Regions from separate parts of the Sus scrofa genome. Here regions 2 and 3 are each linked to region 1. A link is a contact called in public Hi-C and HiChIP or PLAC-seq data. All regions are on one chromosome and are shown on one strand. Each heading gives the region's core, a stretch centred on a gene start, on an enhancer-like site or on the middle of the called end of the contact. The rest is flanking DNA. Distances are from core to core; before and after follow the strand shown.

Region 1 (2,700 bases), core at 56-2,555:
CTCCTTCTTCAACATCTGACCCCTGCTGTCAAGGACGGTTAGGGCACGGACAGGCCAAGGTTGCCAGCCCCAGAATCCTAGCACAGTGCCTCCCAACAGCGGGCCCTAGGCGATCTGTTGAAGGTGAACTCACAGGGGATGCTCTGGCCGACTCGGACCGCCCTCGCCAGGGCCAGGGACACAGAAGGGCAGTGATTAACCGTGGTTATCGCTCACTGGATCAATTCCCAACGCTTCTATTGTTCAGCTTTGCTACCTACTTTGCAGGCTTGGTTCACCTGGGCCTCCGATCTCACTGCCGCCCGCTCCCTTCTCCTCGCTCGTCTATACCTTCACTCGCATTTTTCCAAATCCTTATTAGCAGCTCCCCCCTCTTCCTCCCTTCGAACTCGTTACATTTCCTTAAAAACGAAGGGTCTCCTCCACCCCCACCCCATGTTACATCCTCGGGGTCAGAAGTAAGATCACTCTCACTTTGGGACAGGATCTCCCCACCTGGTGATAATCGCGCCAGAACCAAATCTCCGCGCGGGACGGTGGGCTCTGCACACCCGGAACGCTGCCCGGCGCGGTCAGTGCAGACAGTTGTGGAAAAGAGGCAAAGTTTTAAAACTGCAACCGCTGAGAGTTGGCCCCGAGCCCGGACCGGGCCCCGGCAACTGCGGGCTGTGTGGTCCTGGGGGCAGCCGGGGGCAGTGGCCGTGGGCCGACGAGCCCTTCTTCGCGCGCGTGCCTCAACTTGGCCGCAGGCTCGGAGATTGCGACCCCATTTCAGAGTTTCTCCCCCTTTTCGCTGGGCGGCTAACCTAACGGCAGAGGGAAGGCGCTGAGGCGAAGGGCCACGAGATGCCCCGGAGCAGTGCCGCCGTGAAGCGAGCCTCCGCTAGCACGGAGAAATAATCAGAATCTGAAAAGCCGCCAGGGGAAGCAGACAGACAGCAGTTCCCTTCCCAAACAGTTCTCAGACACTAAGAAAGGGCGGGAAAGTCAGAGCCGCCTCAAGTCGTTCCACCCATTGGCTAATCGCGCTGTCGTTCCCCGCGACCCGCCTCCCCTGCTCGCGGGCGATGTTCTAATTGGATAACTTCCTCCAGCCGTCCCCTTTCATTGGTGAATCCCTCCGTTTGTCAGGCTCCAGCCCTGAAGACTGGCGGAGAGGGGAGTTTGGCCCCGCCCCTGGTCGCGCACAGGCGCGTCTGTGTTGGGGGTCCGAGGCCCCGCCTCCGCGTGCCGTGTGCAAAAACAAACAGCCGTTAGGGAGGAGGGGCCGAGGGGGCGGGGTCTGTCTAGAAGGAGGCTCACGATTGGGCGGCCGGCGGGGTTCAAACGAGCAAGGCGAGCGGGCATTGGCCGGGGCTCTGTGAGGCGGGCCTCGGTTATTGTCCGAGCTCCGGCAGCGGCGGCGGCGACGGCGGCGGCAGTGGCGGTCGGTGCTGCGGCAGCGGCGGCGACGGCTCGGCGGGACCGAGGGCGGGAGCGGCCGAGACCATGGTGAGGGCTGCGGGGCGGGCGTCGATGGCTAGGCGGCGCCGCTACCTGTTGAGGCGGCGATGGGCGTCAGGCGGCGACGACAGCGGCGGGGCGGACGTCAGGCGGCGGGGCTGCCCGCGGTCCCGGCCTCGCCCGCCGCGGCGCTGGCGCGAACCGAGGTGCGCGGGCCTCGGCCCGGGCGGCCCTGAGCCGAACAGCCCTCGCAGCACCGCAGCACCTCCGTGGTCCCCGCGACCCACTTAGAGCCCCACATTGTGCGTGGGTTAGAAAGTGCGGGTTTTCAGAGACGCGAGTGGAGAGAACTTGGCCCGGTGTAAAGTTGGGAGGGAAAGGCGGCGAGCGCTGGCTGTGCCCCGCTCGGGAGTGAGCCGGCGACGCCGAGGCGACGAGCAGGGTCCGCCCGAGCGCCCTCCGGAGACAGCCCTGCCGGGTGCTGAACCGCAGGCAGAAATTGTGGTTATTGTGACGTTCTCACACCTCAGAACCGGAGTCGACCTTGTGGATCGTTGCACCCGGTCTCCGCAACTGGTGTGCAGTTAGCGGAAGCACTTCCACAGCCGACCGAGGCACGGCTTGCAGCTGCTCCGTGAACTGGTTTGCCGGAGCTCATGCTTCTCCTGCTCCTCGCTGGGTTTTAGGGTGTCCCCCACTTAATCTTTAGCGACGTGCCGTATATTGGCTGCCCCTTTACCAGCAGCTAAAAATACACGGGCGTTCACGTAAGCTAAAAATACAGGAGGCGTGGGGTGTCATTCTTGTTTTGAGATTTTTTGAGCTTAAGGAGAAGTGAGTGAGCACGTGACTGTTAAACTAAGGTGAAAGCAGGTTGGCATCCAGTTTTCAACTTTTTTTGAATGAAATGTACTTTAGCCGGCTCCGTAGGCGTATTTTCTAACTCAGGTTAATACTCACTCGGATCTTGGAAGAAAAATTTTGTCATGCTTGTAGTTTGTTTCTCAGTCCATCGTCTTTGAAATGTGCGAAGTTGGGAGAGTGTAACGTAAGCACAGTTTGAGGGGGTGGTGAAGAGAAAGTAATTATTCATTTTCTGTGCAGTTTTGTATTCACATAAGTTTGGTTCCATAAAAGTATGTTTTTGTTAAATATAACAAATGTATCTGTGGAGTTCCCGTCAGGGCACAGCGGAAACGAATCCGACTGGGAACCATGAGATTGCCGGTTCGATCCCTGGCCCTGCTCAGCGGGTTA
Region 2 (2,700 bases), core at 108-2,607, 150 kb after region 1:
ACATTGTTCATTCCTTGGGCCTGAGTCACCGCTCCCCTGTTCTGGGCAAAGGGCAGAGATAGCAGGTTCTTATCTACGCAGTCTTTTCTACTGTCTCAGTACACAATCTGCACTGAGGTCAGGGAGCTTTGCCAAAGGGGAAGGGTGCACGGATTAGTATGTTCCTCCAAGAGATATCCTTCATTGCAACATGAGCTATCAAACACCTGGAAGGAGGAGTATGGTGGGGGTACTGAGTACGGTAGGGTACTGCAGGGTAGTCTACTCAAGGGTACCACCCTAAAGAGCTCACAGGGAGGTCTGGTACAAACATGAGTAAGGAGGGATACCGAGTACAGCAGTGTGTTGCAGAACAATCCACTCATCCAGGGCATCAACCTGAGGAGCACAGAGAAAGAAGGTGTGGTGTGGTGCTCAACAGTGCGGTACTTACTGAGTACCGTGGAGGTGACGAATACAGTGGGTGCTGCGGGTAATCACTCAAGGGTCCACCCCAAGAGTGAGCAGAGAGGATGGGTACGGTGGAGTATTGAATACTGCGGATACTGCAGGGTGATCCACTTAAGACCTCACCCCAGGAGTGCAGGGAGGAGAGTAAGAAGGGGTGCTGAGTATTGTAGGCTACTGAGTACGGCGTCACCCCAAAGAATACAGGGAGGCTTACAGGGGAGAGTGGGGGGCCTGCGGGGTAATCCGTCCCTCAAGGGTTCACCCCAGGAGCGTAGGGACAGTCCGATCAGAAGCCGACCCGTGCCGTCCACGCTGTGGGAAAGGCGTACTGCCCACAATTCGCAGCCGCTTCTTCAAGGGCGCGCCACCCTTCCATCCGTCCAGGCGGGCAGAGGACACTGCCGGGTGACTCCCACGTGACGCCTCCTCGACCTTGGGGGTCACCCCGGCAGCGGCGCCCGTTCTCTCACATCCGCCGCGCGGCCCACCCCCGCCTCCGCCTCCACCAATGGGGCGCCGCTCCGCGCCCCGCGCAACTTCCGCGCACGCCCGCACCCGCCAATCTCCGCCCGCCTGCAGGCGCCCAGCGCACCATTGGCTGCCACGCCCGTCCGTCAGGCCCCGTCCCACCCACCTCCCCCAGTACGCCCTGCTCCAGCCAGCTTCACTCCCTGTCATCAGGGAGCCAGCGACAACGAGAGCGCAGCGGCCTTGTCCTCAGCCGTGACCCCCGCCTCCTGCCCCACCAGCACGGAACCTCCCAAACCCAGCGAGGCCCGGCGGCAGCGCGCGCCTACCTGTCTTCGGCTCAGCTCCACCCGAATGAGGCGCCGACACCCCACTCCGGGGTACTAAACTCTCGGCCACGCCCCGGCGTGTGGCGTCAGCACGCCGCCCCGCCCTGGGAAGAAAGGGGCCGCCTCTGCCCAGTGAGCAGGGCGGGCCGGGGCTTGACGTCACAGAGTTGCGCCCGCGGCGCTCTTGTGCTCGGTTCGGGCACCTCGCTGGGCCTGGCTGTGCGTCCGGGGCCACAGCTAAGCGGTGCCTGGATTGGTCCCCACCGGCCTGAATGCCGGGTCTTTTGAAAAAGAGGGTCTTCGCGTTGCCTAGTAATGCCTCCTGCAGTGGGCTTTTAGGCGTCCTCTGATCAGAGCTAAGCTGACCTGGCCTGTATTGTCAGACTGAGAGGAACCTTGGTCAGCACTGCATGACTGAGCGCTGCGGGGCAGCGGCCGGGCGGAGTGAGAATCAGGGGGGCCCAGCGCTGACCTAAGGGTTTCCCAAGTGGGACTCCTGGGTCTTCACTTGGTGCATGGACGGGTGTATCATTTCATGGACTAAAAGCGGTCGTCTGCTTTAAGAGGTTATATTACTTTGCCACCTGCTCACAAGTGTGATACCGACCTGATAAGAAAGAGAGAAAAAAAAAAGGGTTAGGATAGCTCCATCTTAAAGTTGACCTGAAAAATACGCACAACCTGAAGGTTGAGTGTTAAGTTTTATTGCGGACGAAATGAGGGCTACAACTGGGGAGGCAGCTGTTGCAGTTAGCTCTGAGATACCGCTGCAAGGAGGGAGGGAAATGTCAGCATACATGTGGTTTTGGTGAGGAGGGAGGTACATGCTACCCAGCACACGTTTTACAGAAGTCTGAGGGTTACTGCTCGACAGGAGGAGCAGACGTCACCATGAAGGATTTCAGTGCTTTTCTAGCTATGAGGAGATGCACGAACCGGGCTCATAAAATCTTTTTCTGAAAGTATCTAACCATCTGAAGACCTGTTCTGCCAGTTTTTCCAGAGCACAAAGTGCCTCATTCCTGAGCTCCCCCCTGAGCTCCTCGAAGGGGCTGTGGAGGGTCAGCAGCTGCAGTGGCTCATGAGTCAAGCTCTGCAGAGGCAGATGGCAAGTGCCAATCTCCAGTTCACAGTCAGAGGCAACTGTAGTTCACAACGAGAAAAAGCAACTCAGAACTGATGAAGCATGGTAGGCTGTATTCAATCACATACTGAGGAAGCCCTTACTTCAGTCCTTATTCAAGATTTCTTCAGTTTTCATTACAGCAAGAAGAAAGCTTCATATCATGATAACATATCTTTAACTCTACTTTTTATTCCTTCCTTTTTTTTTTTTTTTTTAATGGCTGCAATGCATCATATGGAATTCTCCAGCTAGGAGTTGAATCAGAGCTGTAGCTGCCAGCCTAGCAATACAAGATCTGATCCGAGCAGCATCTGTGACCCAAATCTG
Region 3 (2,811 bases), core at 141-2,640, 230 kb after region 1:
TTTTTCTTAGTTTTAATTTCTAACATGGTAACTACTGATAAGCATAGTCCACTCCACATAATATACTGAAGATTATTTATTTTGCCTTTTAGGGCTGCACTGAGACATATGGAAGTTCCAAGGCTAGGGGTCGAATTGGAGCTGCAGCTGCTGACCTACACCACAGCCACAGCAATGCAGGATCCGAGCGGCATCTGTGACCTATACCACAGCTCATGGCAACACCGGATCCCTGACCCACTGAGCGAGGCCAGGGATTGATGGATACTAGTTGGATTCGTTTCCACTGCATAAACAGGCCATAAAAGGAACTCCCTGAAGACTCTTTAGAGTCTTCAATAATTTTTTTTTTTTTTTTTTTTTTTTTTTTTTTTTTTTTTTGGCTGCTTTCAGCATGTGGAAGTTCCTGGGTCAGGGATCAAACCCTTGACACAGCAGCAACTCCAGCGACAACTCAGGATCCTTAACCCGCTGCACCACAAAGGAAACTCCTTCAACAAATTTTAAGAGTGTAAATGGGTCCTATGTTCGAAAAGTTTCAGAACCACTGCTCTAGGACAATTTATCCGAGCTTGACTATTTACAATTCATTAGAGCCCATACACTATGAAGATATGTGTTAACTTGCAGATTTCAGGCCAGCAGAGATGCAAGTCATCTCTATCCACTAGAAAAGATAATCCACATCATTTTGTAGGACACCAGCCAGCTTTGTATCCAACCTGGCAATCTTACTGTTTTTTTCAAAATGTTTATAAATACCCAGTTTCTCCAAAAGCTTCTCCAAACACTGGTTACTCAGTTAAACTGTATAAATTTTTGACATGTGTTCATTATGTATTTGTCCGAGGGTTATGTTTTCTGTTTTAAGATTATGCTTTGACACACACCTAGGATACATATACATGCTGTGCGTACGTATACTATGCATACACAGGGACATACCACACACACATGTACATATAGGTGTATTTCACAGGAGGGCACACCAGATGATTCTGCACCTTGCTCTTTCCATTTAATATGCGCGAATGCACTCACTTTACATTCTTTTGATTTAGGCACATCACAACGCATTTCACCCACGGCTCTGTCATTAACAGGGCACATACCACCCGCACGCTGGCATTTTCCTCTTCTGACGCGCCAGCAAAAGGCTCTCGGCTCGTGTGGTCCCGCCCGTAACCTGGGGCTCGGGACACCCAGTCGGGAACGGGCCCGCAGACCAGGTGACAATGCCGAGGATCAGGTGACACTGCCCACACTACACCTCTTCCGCCCGTTGCCAACATGGCCGCTAGGCGCCCGCAGCTCGGCCGCCCCAGGCTCTCCTGCGCTTCGCGGCGCACAGCGGCCCCTCGGCGACAGCCCCAGGCCGCCACGGCGCCCTGGGGGCGGGGCCTGCGGCAAGTCCCTCCGGCGCAGCCGGGCTCAGCCCCACGGGCGGGGGGGCGGGGGGCGAACCAGCGCGGACCGGAAGTTTCACGGGCGCGCTGGCAGCCGGAGCCGTTACCGCAGGGCACCGGAAGTGGCCGTAGGCCGGCGTCCGGGCCGCGCCCGCAGTGAGTGAGCGTCCCTCCGGCCGGCGACGCCATGGAGCCCGGGGCGGCCGAGCTATACGACCAGGCCCTGCTGGGCATCCTGCAGCACGTGGGCAACGTCCAGGACTTTCTGCGCGTGCTCTTCGGCTTCCTTTATCGCAAGACGGACTTCTATCGCCTGCTGCGCCACCCGTCGGACCGCATGGGCTTCCCGCCGGGGGCCGCGCAGGCGCTGGTGCTGCAGGTAACGCGCGGCGGGCAGGCGGCTCCGGGTGGGGTTGGGGGAGCCGTGGCAGCCCGCCCCCGCCGCCCGCCAGCCCGTCCCCCCCTCCCGCCAGCCGAGTCCCCGTGGCTCTTGAACCCCGCGGGAGCCGAAGAGCCCCGCGAGCCGCCGCTCTCTGCGCTCCCGGCCTCCGTTCATCCTCTGGCGCTCGGACCCGCCTCCTTGGGCCGCGGCTTCACCCGGGAGGCGGATGGAATATCAGATTACTCCTGCGGGAGAGGGGCTAGCGCTCGAGTAGCCTGGTCTGACACTGGGTGCACTTGGGCATCAGAAGCAGTAGATGCTCAGGGTCCCGGTGTCTCCTGCAGCGCGTAATCTTTCGATGTGCCAGGGCCTGCCAGTTAGGAAATAAAAACAGTGCAGGCTGGACGCGGGAAGGCGGCGGTAGCACAGAGACCTGCACACCCTACCATGGAAGAGTAGAGGTGGAGCGGAGACTGTGGTTATTGATGGGTGTTGTCCGCTTGTTTGGAATGTGATTTCTCAGGTCAAAGACAGTCATGGTAGTAGTTAATAAGTTTACGTTTGAGTATATCCCAGGTTAAATCGATCGTATGTTCGAGGGGCTGGTAATACTTGTTCCCTGAAGTTGACTGGGTACGCGAATGTAATAAACAAGAATTTATGTGCGGATTGTATTTATACTCTCAGCTGCCACAGGCGTTGGTGGTGCACTGGTAATGTGGTTGGTTAAATACTCGTCTTTCTCCTTGGGCTACTGATGCTATAGTTAATGAGATAAAACACAAGTGACCAAGAACTATGCAAGGCCAGTTATGTGACAGAGTCCATGAGAAGGGAAGGAGCAGAAATGACGGTTTGAAAATGAAAAATTTAGTAGGGGAGGCGGGACTTTGATGGGATTGAAAGCAGCTGCTCAGGCAAGCATTGAGCTTGTTGGTGGGAACCTGAGATGGTAGACATGGCGGTGATGTCTTCTCTAGCACTTTACAGTTTGTAAAGTGATTTTGAATGTTCCACAGCTTC

Evidence for each region. A called contact is a pair of places that touch in the nucleus more often than the background predicts. HiChIP or PLAC-seq counts read pairs in DNA pulled down with a chosen protein or histone mark.
Region 2: an H3K27ac HiChIP or PLAC-seq map of alveolar macrophages shows a contact between it and region 1. The contact joins the promoter of OGDH here to the promoter of LOC100512448 in region 1. A contact is called at or near these places in 1 of 5 promoter capture datasets (fetal liver), 1 of 47 Hi-C or Micro-C datasets (blood) and 2 of 2 datasets of contacts at active chromatin or transcription factors (alveolar macrophages and skeletal muscle).
Region 3: a contact with region 1 is called in a Hi-C map of embryonic fibroblasts, with 3 times the contacts expected there. The contact joins the promoter of NUDCD3 here to the promoter of LOC100512448 in region 1. A contact is called at or near these places in 3 of 47 Hi-C or Micro-C datasets (blood, embryonic fibroblasts and skeletal muscle).

Annotation. Positions count from the first base shown.
Region 1 is chr18:50,532,077-50,534,776 of Sscrofa11.1, forward strand. It overlaps LOC100512448 (histone H2A.V), which reads left to right and starts at 1,306. Exons shown (of 5, transcript XM_021078658.1): 1 at 1,306-1,491. The coding sequence starts at 1,489.
Region 2 is chr18:50,683,633-50,686,332 of Sscrofa11.1, forward strand. It overlaps OGDH (2-oxoglutarate dehydrogenase, mitochondrial), which reads right to left and starts at 1,358. Exons shown (of 23, transcript XM_021079062.1): 1 at 1,248-1,358.
Region 3 is chr18:50,757,679-50,760,489 of Sscrofa11.1, forward strand. NUDCD3 (nudC domain-containing protein 3) reads left to right here and starts at 1,391. Exons shown (of 6, transcript XM_003134880.6): 1 at 1,391-1,785. The coding sequence starts at 1,594.